Linked DNA regions of Mus musculus: region 2 is linked to region 1. A link is a contact called in public Hi-C data. All regions are on one chromosome and are shown on one strand. Each heading gives the region's core, a stretch centred on a gene start, on an enhancer-like site or on the middle of the called end of the contact. The rest is flanking DNA. Distances are from core to core; before and after follow the strand shown. Region 1 has its middle 41 kb from the start of Gm15389. Region 2 holds the start of D830032E09Rik (RIKEN cDNA D830032E09 gene).

Evidence for each region. A called contact is a pair of places that touch in the nucleus more often than the background predicts.
Region 2: a Hi-C map of liver shows a contact between it and region 1, with 3 times the contacts expected there. The contact joins the promoter of D830032E09Rik here to the enhancer-like site in region 1. A contact is called at or near these places in 3 of 484 Hi-C or Micro-C datasets (the Patski cell line, liver and uterus).

Annotation. Positions count from the first base shown.
Region 1 is chr1:107,643,606-107,649,129 of GRCm38.p6, forward strand. No RefSeq gene overlaps it. Among named protein-coding and RNA genes, the nearest start is that of Gm15389, 41 kb to the right of the region's middle. Within about 2 kb of position 2,051, at least 11 of the 459 cell types and tissues checked have an H3K27ac peak or open chromatin away from gene starts, as enhancers often do. A contact at or near this core is called in liver, where this site is marked.
Region 2 is chr1:107,914,994-107,920,517 of GRCm38.p6, forward strand. It overlaps D830032E09Rik (RIKEN cDNA D830032E09 gene), which reads left to right and starts at 2,266. Exons shown (of 5, transcript NR_102307.1): 1 at 2,266-2,359.

The DNA of each region.
Region 1 (5,524 bases), core at 801-3,300:
CAAAATCTTCATTAGTTTCTAATTGTTCAAATTTATCTTCTTCATTATACCTGCTAAGAACCAATTTTAAAATGAGTTCATTTTCTTTGCTTGGGAGCTGTTATTGTATCTTACCTAATTGTTTATTACAAGATTTAGATTATTCGAGTATATTTTGCTTTTAGTTTGGGGAACAGCTAAAATATCCATTGTATTTGTTTTGCATATTCTATACGTATGAGACATTTTGCGGATGAAAAGTTTTTTTCCCTTGTAGAAATGCCCTTCACTAAGAGTTCAGCACAGGCTGTTATACGGGTACTGCACTGACGAAGATGTCCAAGCATGTCTGCTGAATCCTGAGACCCAATAAGCTTTTCTGGTAATCGTGCCTTACCATCATGAACACACATGTGAAAATCTTCAGTACTCTACTCAGAGAAAAGCCAGTCCTATCTCACAGGATTTCAAGTCTTTCAAAAGTCAGTTGGCACTGTTGATCTTGAAAGAAAGGCTTTGATGTTTTGTACTTTAGACTTTTTTCTTCTGTAATTTTTGTCTATTTCTTTTGCTTTTTGCCACATAAATCATACAAATTCTGAATATCATCAACACAGGTGAAATGTACCTGTCTTTTTGAGCATTTATCACTTCTTTGTGCCAAAACCATTTAGAAAAATCCTTTCTGTTAGTTCCTTTGAAGTATACATTAACTATCTATGGCAGTTCTGCTGTGCAATAGCCCATTATAGCTGACTTCTGCTTGTATTTATTCATTTTAGTATCAGTATCCAGGTAAATTGTAACCTGATCTTTGTAAAACTGCATATATGTTCTCTGCTTGCATCAACTTTGCATTGTAGAAAGCAGAGGCAGAAAAGCCTTGATTCTCATGAAAGATATTATGCCTCCAGAGAAACACGTGAGTCCTAGTGTTCTGATAAGGCATCAGAGTATCTTTGCAACAACAACATAAAGGGCCTTCAATGCCAGCCATTATAGTAGGACAGAAGCTCAAGGTCAACCTGCCAAACTATTGGGACCTTGTCCAGGAATAATAAGTAAAAATATATTTGGAGATGAGTCTTAGTCATACATAGTCTGTCTTCCACATGGGAAAAACTGGTTTCACTCCCCAATGCGGGGGTGTAGGTGGGGCAAGAGGACTCTAAACATCAAAGCTCAAAATGTAAAACACATAATTATTAAGCAGAAATCGTTCCTGCTGCTTATTGGTTTCACTCCTATTTCTTATGCAAGGAGAACTTTGTGATCCCCTTAAATCTGCAGTCTCAAACCTGACTGACTACCATAAATTACAAGATCAAACATCTGGGCATCTCAGTTGCTCCAGCTTTTGACTGAAGTAAAATGCAGGTCTCTCTCTCTCTCTTTCTCTCTCTCTCTCTCTCTCTCTCTCTCTCTCTCTCTCTCTCTCTCTCTGTGTGTGTGTGTGTGTGTGTGTGTGTGTGTGTGTCTGTTTGTCTGTTTCTGTCTCTCTGTGTGTGTTTGTGTGTGTCTGTCTCTTTCTGTCTGTCTCTGTCTCTTTTTGTCTGTCTCTGACTCTCTGTCTCTCTGTGTTCGTGTGTGTGTGTGTGTGTGTGTGTGTGTGTGTGTGTGTGTGTATGCTGGCTCACGTGTTCCTCCATCTGAGCTGTCCCACACTCACCTTCTTTCCCTCTGCCTCCCTCCCTTCCTACGCCCACAGCCGGCTGGCAGTCCAAGAGTCCACCCAGTTCTTCCATCTGGCAAGCAGATTCCGCTTCCCTCACAGCTCCTCTTAAAATTGACAGTTTCCCTAAAAACAACCTAAAAAGTTCCAAACTGCACACAAAACAAACAAATAAAGCAATTAATGTTTTCCTGTCTACATACCAGCAAGGGCTTTCTTCCTCGTGCACTGGAGCTCTGTGTAGTCCTTGAAGGTGGCACAAGATCTCCTTACCTGCCAACCCAGTCATCAGAAGCCCTGGGGGCCCCATTTCAGATTTGAGACCACTGGAAGCCTCCCTTCGCTGCTTTTATACCAAAATGCTTTCTTTCCTCGATTTCAATGTTTGTGCCCAGCCCTGCAGTATCTTCTGTTAACACTCCTCTTTCCCCACAATGCAGCTCCTTGATCTCTGCTGATCTGATAGCTCCTGCCAGTGGTTGTTGCCTGCTCTTTTGTCTCATTCTCAATTTTCTCCCTAAATGAGGAACCAGGAATTCTGGGTAATACTTCATATCATCTTATCATCAGAGGGGTTTACTCTTGGGAGCTCAAAGGTCCCCACCCCTGTGGAGGCAGGTCTCCTACTGCTATCCTAGGGTCCAGGAAGTTAACCATTCTTCTGACCAAGAGTATTTGTCCACATTGCTTATTCGCCTCAGAGCAGTTCATGGTGGGACCAGTCTTTCATCAACAGCTAAGAGGGCCTGTGCAGTCTGTGGAATCCTGAAAGTCTACTTTACAGTAAAGAGCAAGTCTGCAGTGGCAGATAGAGATAATTCCCGAGCACTATTAATACCTTAGAGAGATAGGAAGATGTGTTATTTCCACAAATACCACAGAACAGAAAGTGTGTTGAGTACTCCTTTATGCACATGCTAGATGTCAACGCTGTCCTGAAATAGAAAACCACTATTGGTGGTGAAAAATAAAGTAGCAGTAGATGCAAGGGTTAGGGTTGCTGGTGTGGAATCTGGGACAGAGTAATCATGGACTGTGTATTGGGCTGAGGAGATGGGAACAAGTGCTTGTCTCACAAGCATTAGGAGCTGAATTGAATCCTTAGAAATCGTGTTTAAAACCTGTGTGGAGACAGGAGAAGTTCTGGGACTTGCTGTATTGCCTAGCTCCAGAGTCATTCCAAAGACCCTATCTCAAGGGAATAAGGCAGAGAATGACAGAGCAGGACTCCTGAAATTCTATTATGGCTTCCAGACATAAGTGTAGGCCTCCTCCCATGCACACCCACTACAAACATACCTAATACAGGCATGTCTAAGACATACATTATATACACTCTACACACATATTACATACACACACACACACACACACATACACACACTATACACACACACACACACACACACATACACTGCATGTGTTGCCTTGTAATGTATATTCAGTTCAAAAGATGAGTTTTGAGTATGCAAGGCTATTTGTTGGAAGCTGCTGAGCCTTTCTCCACCAACACACATAGGGCTGTACTTCTAGCAAGTACTGCTGTCAGTTGTCAGTGACAGAGTGAAAGCTGACTCCTTTAGTCTGGTAAGACTGCTCTCATCTTAGGGAAACTTAGCTCTGGTCATAATCATTGGCTCACAATCAAATGTATTTCAGTCTGGGTATGACAGCTTGGCATGCTCAAGTGATGGTTGTTTGTTTATAACAAACATATTAATATTCTGGAACTTTCTGAAACTGGAAGCCCAAACCTATGTTGGAGTGTGTGACAAAGTTTGAGTGTGTCCCTGAGGAGTAAATGCCATTTTACCATTATACAGCTGGAAAAATGAACCCCATGCCCAATAGCACAGTGAAGGCTTTAATTACTCTAATGCCTGAAATCACCAGCAACATATACTGAGCAGTAAGACCATAATGCAAGCACGTTGGGACCCCTAACATTGCACAGGCTTTCCCTTCCCTCGCCTTACGTGGACCTGAGGTGCAACTGGCCACTTGGATGTGAAGCAGTGTAAAGAACGTGTTTATTTTCTGATAAGAAATGCAAGATGTTTATGAAGAAGGAACCGAGGCTCCAAACAATTAGCCTTTGAGGTAGAAAAGTTGATACTTTTTTGTATTGTTCAAAATACATCAGTGAAAAAAAAAATCACCAGAGTAAGGTTGGTCTTGAAATTTTCTTCCTGGGTGGTGTTTATTTAAAAAGTTATATTATCTTATTAAATACTCAGTGAGATTAATGCTTTTTACCAGTCGGCCCCTCCTTCCCTCCCTTGTCTGTCTTCTTTCTCTGTCTCTCTCTCTGTGTGTGTGTGTGTGTGTGTGTGTGTGTGTGTGTGTGATATGAATGTGAGTGCAGACTCATTTACTGGCCATAGGAGAGCATCCGGTTCCTTGGAATCGGAGTTAACAGGTAGTCTGTCTGTGAGCTGCCCTCCATGGGTGCTGAGAAGCATATTTCATTACACATTGTCAACTGCTGTGCCATCTTTTTGATCCCTCATGAGATTTTTCACTGCTGTATTTTGTGGTGGCAGAGCCACATTTCCCTGTGAGTGTAACTTCACAATGATCATCACTATCCAAGACTGTGCTAAGTTGGGCTGTCACATGAATTTGGGCCACTTATGTCTTCTTTACTCAGCACAGTAAGTTGAAACGTATCCCACAGATTTAAGGGTTTCCTTGTCTCTGACTTCTTGGGTAGATTTTACTGTAGATCTTACCTGGCGGCTCCCAACAGTTTTATACAATCCCCAACTGACTCTCTCTCTCTCTCTCTCTCTCTCTCTCTCTCTCTCTCTCTCTCTCTCTCTCTCTCTCTCTCTCTCCCTCTCTCTCTCTCTCACACACACACATATACACACACATACACACACACATACCTCTCTTCATACATCTCTACTCTGACATGTTGGTCTTAACATCCATATTAACATTGATAACTAGAAATGAGCAGAAGTTTAGTTTCTCCTAGAATATTCATAATATTGTAGGGAAAAGTAGAAAAAATGGATATGGAGAACTGCCCTCCCCTCGCAAGACAAAGAAACACTATGCTTAAAATAATTTAGTACAAACTAGTAAGATTTCCTTCCAACTATAGATTATTATGCTAATATAATGAATAATTGTCATTAACTTTCAGTATGAGATGTGGTTACAGCTTATCAAAGAATCACAGATAGGCAGGGAGCACTAGGTTCCTGTCTTTCATAACTAGCAGCCAGTACTGGGCTATCTAGAACCCCTCAGTTTATCCTAGAGTTACAAAGTTACAGGCAGTCTTTGGGCAGAATCCACTAATACTTAACAGGGAATCTCAAATTCCAAGATACACACTAGATAGGGCTTCATATCCTGAGCCAATATAATGGCCAATCTGTGGTAATACTACACACTGGGAAGGTTGAACTTTCTGAAGAAACTAGCCAATGAGAACTAAACAGGGCAGGGAAAGGCAATACAACAACCACTGGTTTGTTGCAAATCCACACATGAGACACTTGTCTCTTCTCTACAGTAGTGCCCAGCTTTGCAGAGTTGTAAAATAAACTGCTTCACTTTCTATACTCTGAAGCTTCAGTACCAATAAAGCAGGGATCACTGTTTCCAGTTTGGAATGAAACAACTTTTATCACCTGCAATTATGAAAAAGTCTATTATATAGGAAAAGATATAAAATACTATCATTAAGTAGATTATAAAACCTTGAGTGTTTTGGGTTACTTTAATTGTGTAACATTTCAGTGAATCACAGTGTAAAATGAAGTATAACTGTTAGCATATGTGCTATCTAACACAATACTACTTTACAAAACTGACTGTGCAAGAGCATTTAATTAGATAATGGGGTGTGGGGCATTG
Region 2 (5,524 bases), core at 1,016-3,515, 270 kb after region 1:
AGTCACTGTTCATTCAGGAAGTCCTCCATACATCATTGGAAGGGAGAGCAAAATTGTAAATTATTATAATACTAACCTGAGCAACAGTAGTAGAACATGCTGTTATACTGTTAGGAACAAAGAGTTAGACATAGAATAGAAATTCCAGGCAGAGAAAACACAGGGCATGCCAGCTTCCAGGGGAATGCAGAAGTTTATGGCACAGGGGCAGTTCTGATGACCCAGACGTACTCCCCCAGCTAATTTTGTGTTCAAAAAAAGGCTGCCAAGAATATGACTCGGGGTCAGGATGAGATTTACAAGAACAAACCACAGCAGATACTTACCTGCCTGAGACTAAGAGAGGAAAAGAACATTCATAATGCCTTAAGCATTCCAATCAATCACAGGGATGGAGCAGGCAGGCAGGTTGCCAGTGATTGGCCTAGAAATAGATAAACATTAACGATCTAGTGCCTTTTAAAAAAGCAAGTAGCAGGAAGTGTGGATATAAAGCACAGGACTGAGAAGCACTTCATTTCCTACAGTGGCAAGTGAAACAGAAATCGTAGCTAGAAAGAGATTATGGCTAGGCAGCACAGAGTTAACGTCTCAGGTTATAAGTCAGAGTCTTAGCTATGAGACGCTAAGTAATGCCAAGGTAATGCCATAAACACATGGCAGAGTTGACTTCAGAATCAATTTTCAATAATATGTAGCCTTTCTTATCATCATAGCCCTGTTATTAGCGTTGATCATAATTCAGCAAAGGATGTAAGTCTCCAGGTTTAAGTCTCCAGGTCTGTTTTGCAGCTCAACATTTTAGTGACCTGCTCATTGAGAGCTTCAGCTTCAGGCTCTCTAATTAGATTGCCGTCATCCCTGGCAATTGCCTGTTAAAGCATGATGTGTATGTACTCTTTGTCCTTGGAGCACTCATCTCTACCTTGAATATGCGATTGGTTTAGGTTGTCCAAATATGCAGCTTCACTGATGATGTAACTGCTTTCTGTTAAGTGTCCACCTAAAACATGGATTATAAGCAGTTTACTGAAATGCCTTGTTCTTTAACTAAAATATTTCTTAATGAACTGAAAATGGAGGGTATTCTAGAATGCCTAGAAATAGGGTCTCTCTCTCTCTCTCTCTCTCTCTCTCTCTCTCTCTCTCTCTCTCTCTCTCTCTTCCTATTTCTTGTCTGTCTCTCTCTCTGTCTCTCACTATCTCTCTGTCTCTCTCTCTTACTCATTCTGTGTCTCCTGTCTGTCTGTCTGTCTGTCTGTCTCTCTCTCTCTCTCTCTCTCTCTCTCTCTGTGTGTGTGTGTGTGTGTGTGTGTGTGTGTGTGTGTCTGTGTGCCTGCACATTGTGAGTGAGCACGCATGAACCCTAATATTCTGTTTTGTGCATGTTTTTATGTAGGAGTGATTAAACATTTTATATCAACCCCAATGTTCCTATCTCCAAAACCCTTAAGCATCCTTCCTGTATCTGAAGTGCACCAAGCATCATCTGACATCTCACCCTTTGTAAATATACCTCAATGATAAGTGAAAGTTTTAGTCAATCAGGCAAGATAACCATCACAGCAAATAAATCAAGCAGAATCTTAAATCCAGAAACCGTGTAACTGTTCGTATGTGGCTAAATTAGATTAATAAGCAGTCTGATCTCCTCAGTTGTATTCTCTCAGAATGGATTCCATTTCCACATATGCGTATCTTCTTCATAAATGTCAGCATTTATTAATAAAATGAGTTTTTAAAAACTCTTACAGTTCTCTTAGTATATAAGCTTTATGTCCACAGGTAGATTCTAAAATGCCACAGATCTCTCCAAAACTCCTATTCAGGAAATGGTCCCATTTTACTTTTCTGGTTTCTGTAGTTACTACAGAATATCTATTTTCATCTCAGATTTGGAACTAGTCACCTCAAATGAGAGAGAACATGAGACATTTCTATTTCTGAGTTGGGGTTACCTCACTCAATATAATCTTTTCTAGTGCCATCCATCTACCCACAAAGTCCGTGATTTCATCTTTCATTACAGCAGAATAGTATTTCATAGTGTATATGTATTACAGTTTCATTATTAATTTGCTGGTTGTAGGATTTATAGGTTGTTTTCATTTTCTAGATATTGTGAAGACAGCACCAATGAAGTGTATGTGGAACAAAATGTCCAGTCCTTTGGAAACATGCCACGAAATGACACAGGCCAGGTCATCTGGTCGATTTATTTTTAGCTTTTTGAGAACTCTGCACACTTGTTTGCAGAGTGGCTTCAGTGGTTTATAGTCCCATTAACATTTAATGAGGGCTCCACTTTCCCCGCAGCAGGCGTGTGCTGCTGTTACTGGTCTTTGCCACTTTGATTGAGGTAAGAAAACCTCAGAGTTGTTTTGATTTGATTCACATAATTATCAGGGCTGGTGAACAAACGTTTTTTGAGAGAATCTTTTTAGAGATATTTCTTAGCCATTGTTTTCTTTCAGAGTGAAGGGCCCAAGTGTTGAGTTCTTTGGATACTGTGGATATTATATTTCTGTCAGGTGTATAGGTGAGCATGGATGGCATGTGTTGTTCTCATCTGACCACAGTGGCACTGTGACCCGATACCCTGGCATGCATGCCATGGTAGACTATACTTTTAACTGTGAGCTAATGTACACTCTTCCTTCTTTAAGTGGCATTACCACCTCAGCCTACTAAGTGAAAGAATTTTGAAAAAGAAAAATCTCAGTCAGGTGGGAACGGGTCTAATGGCAAGGTAGCTTGCCTCTTAAGAACTCTTCAACACAAATACTTTAAGTAAGTATTCATGCAAGGACTTACTTAACAAGAGAGTCTGTTACATCTTTGCGATTTATTTCTGATATGTGAGGGATAGCATTTCTCCATTTTGAAGCACATAGTTTTCAAGATATTACTTTAGAAGCAGGGACTCTGCTTTCACCATGAACTAGCCAGTTTCAGGAACCATAATAAAAATTAATTTCTGACTATTATGTTTTTTCCCCAAATTCATAGCAGCACAAAATTACTAAGTCATTCATTGTTCGTGTCTCCCTCATCTTACTAGGGGGATTTTGGATGATTTTATGATCAAACAGATCTAAGAGTATATCTTAGTGATGTTTCTGGGAAACGTTTATTTTTCTTGGTGACTAAAAGCAGAGAGCTCTGATCTTTGATTCGACTGCCAGTTTCATTTACCAATTCTGCCTTCAGATATCACCATTCAGCTCGGAACTTCAGAAACCAATGTGAAGTCATAAGATAGGAAGTTTAAGGAATAGAAGGGACACTGACAATGATAGACTGCCAAGGACACAAAGGACACATTAACCACTAATGAAAGCTAAATTCTAATAATCACTTATTTCCACCTATATGACAGCCATTTCTGCTCTCTCCCTCTCTCTCTGTCTCTCTCTGTCTCTCTCTGTCTCTCTCTGTCTCTCTCTGTCTCTCACTGTCTCTGTCTCTGTCTCTCCTTCCTTCCTTCCTTCCTTCTTAAAAACATACAAAACCCTATAAACGTGCGTGTTCTACTTTCTTGATATCAGCACTACACCCAGTTCCCTGTACCACAGTTTCTCTGATGGTGAAGTGGAAGTAAAGATTTCTTCACAAATATAAATCAAGTGTGATGTGTGAGTAAAAATGTTAGAGGAATGTAAATTTTCCTCACGAGAGAATTAAATGTATCTGGCATCAATATTCCAGCTTGGGAGCTCAGGTTTCTTCATTAACGAGAGGATAACATTCACATTCAGAAGGCAGGACTTACGGGACATTAATTATTATACACACTCTTTCCCGCAGACTCACTCACTGACCTTTAAGAAGTCATTTAACCTTCCTGCCCTCTGTTTCTTCCCTCACTGATAAAATTAGAGATTGCAATGCTTTTTCTATGTATGTAATGAGGTTGTTGAAGATAAAATTCAGTGGAATATTCAATAATTTTAAAAATGTAATATGCAAATATATTACATTAATGAATCATTTGAGATTTATACATGAGTTCTCTCATATCTATTATGAACCCGAAATGCTGAAGCCTTAAGCAATACTCAGTTACTGTTTTAGAGTAAATTCTTCTTTGCCTGTACTCTAATTTTATTTTTACATTTTAAAATGTATTTTCTTAGAAATATGAAGGGCAAATATATTTTTCACTTTAAGATGTCATTTAGTTAAGATACTTACTGTATTATTAATAGAGTTTTAAGTACCATTTTATAATTACTCTTCAGTGAAAGAGTAGTAAATTCCCGTGGGGAAACTTGAAATTTATGAATTACAAAAGTAAGTGATGACTTATAATTAAATACAAAATGAAACTTAAAAGATAGATTAGATGCATCTCTATATTTCTTTATAATTGCATTAACAAATTTCTTCAAGCACAACTTATGATGGAATATAATAGCCACCTGTATTTACATGAGATTAGAAAAAGATAGATATACATGTATGTATATCTATGTATGCGTGCTTATGTGCAGCAGTGTGTGTGCCTCTGTATAAAGTTATAGGTATGCATCAGAGAATGTAGTGTACCCACTAAAGATCCTGGATCCCTGTGCCCCACCACAAAGGATTGGATCAGATACATGGAGAGTAGAAGGAACAGCCAGTTTATTAGGGAGAAAAATCACCTCTGAGAAGGAAAATGGCCTCGAGCTGAGGATAGGTCAGAAGCTCAAGAGTACCAGTGCTGGGCAGATTGGGGCATTTTTATATTTTTACAATGCACACTTTTCCTGCTTGTACTCTGTTACATGTAAGCTTTGGTTATGGAGGGGACATTTCGCTGTCTTTCTCTGCCATTTGTTTCTTTCATTTGCTGATCTTTATGCTTTTTTCTCTGTCCTAGTTTCTTCCCACATAACAGATGTGGAATACAGAGAGGTAATGAATAGCATTTGCCGACATCCTAACACACACATACGATTCTTACCTTCATGAGTGAGATTCTGCTTTTTTTTTTTTTTTTTTTTTTTTTTTTTAGGGTTTTATTTATTTATTTATTTTTTTATTTTTTTTCCATTTTTTATTAGGTATTTAGCTCATTTACATTTCCAATGCTATATCAAAAGTCCCCCTTACCCACCCACCCCCACTCCCCTACCCACCCACTCCCCCCCTTTGGCCCTGGCGTTCCCCTGTACCGGGGCACACAAAGTCTGCGTGTCCAATGGGCCTCTCTTTCCAGTGATGGCCGACTAGGCCATCTTTTGATACATATGCAGCTAGAGTCAAGAGCTCAGGGGTACTGGTTAGTTCATAATGTTGTTCCACCTATAGGGTTGAAGATCCCTTTAGCTCCTTGGATACTTTCTCTAGCTCCTCCATTGGGAGCCCTGTGATCCATCCATTAGCTGACTGTGAGCATCCACTTCTGTGTTTGCTAGGCCCCGGCATAGTCTCACAAGAGACAGCTACATCTGGGTCCTTTCGATAAAATCTTGCTAGTATATGCAATGGTGTCAGCGTTTGGATGCTGATTATGGGGTGGATCCCTGGATATGGCAGT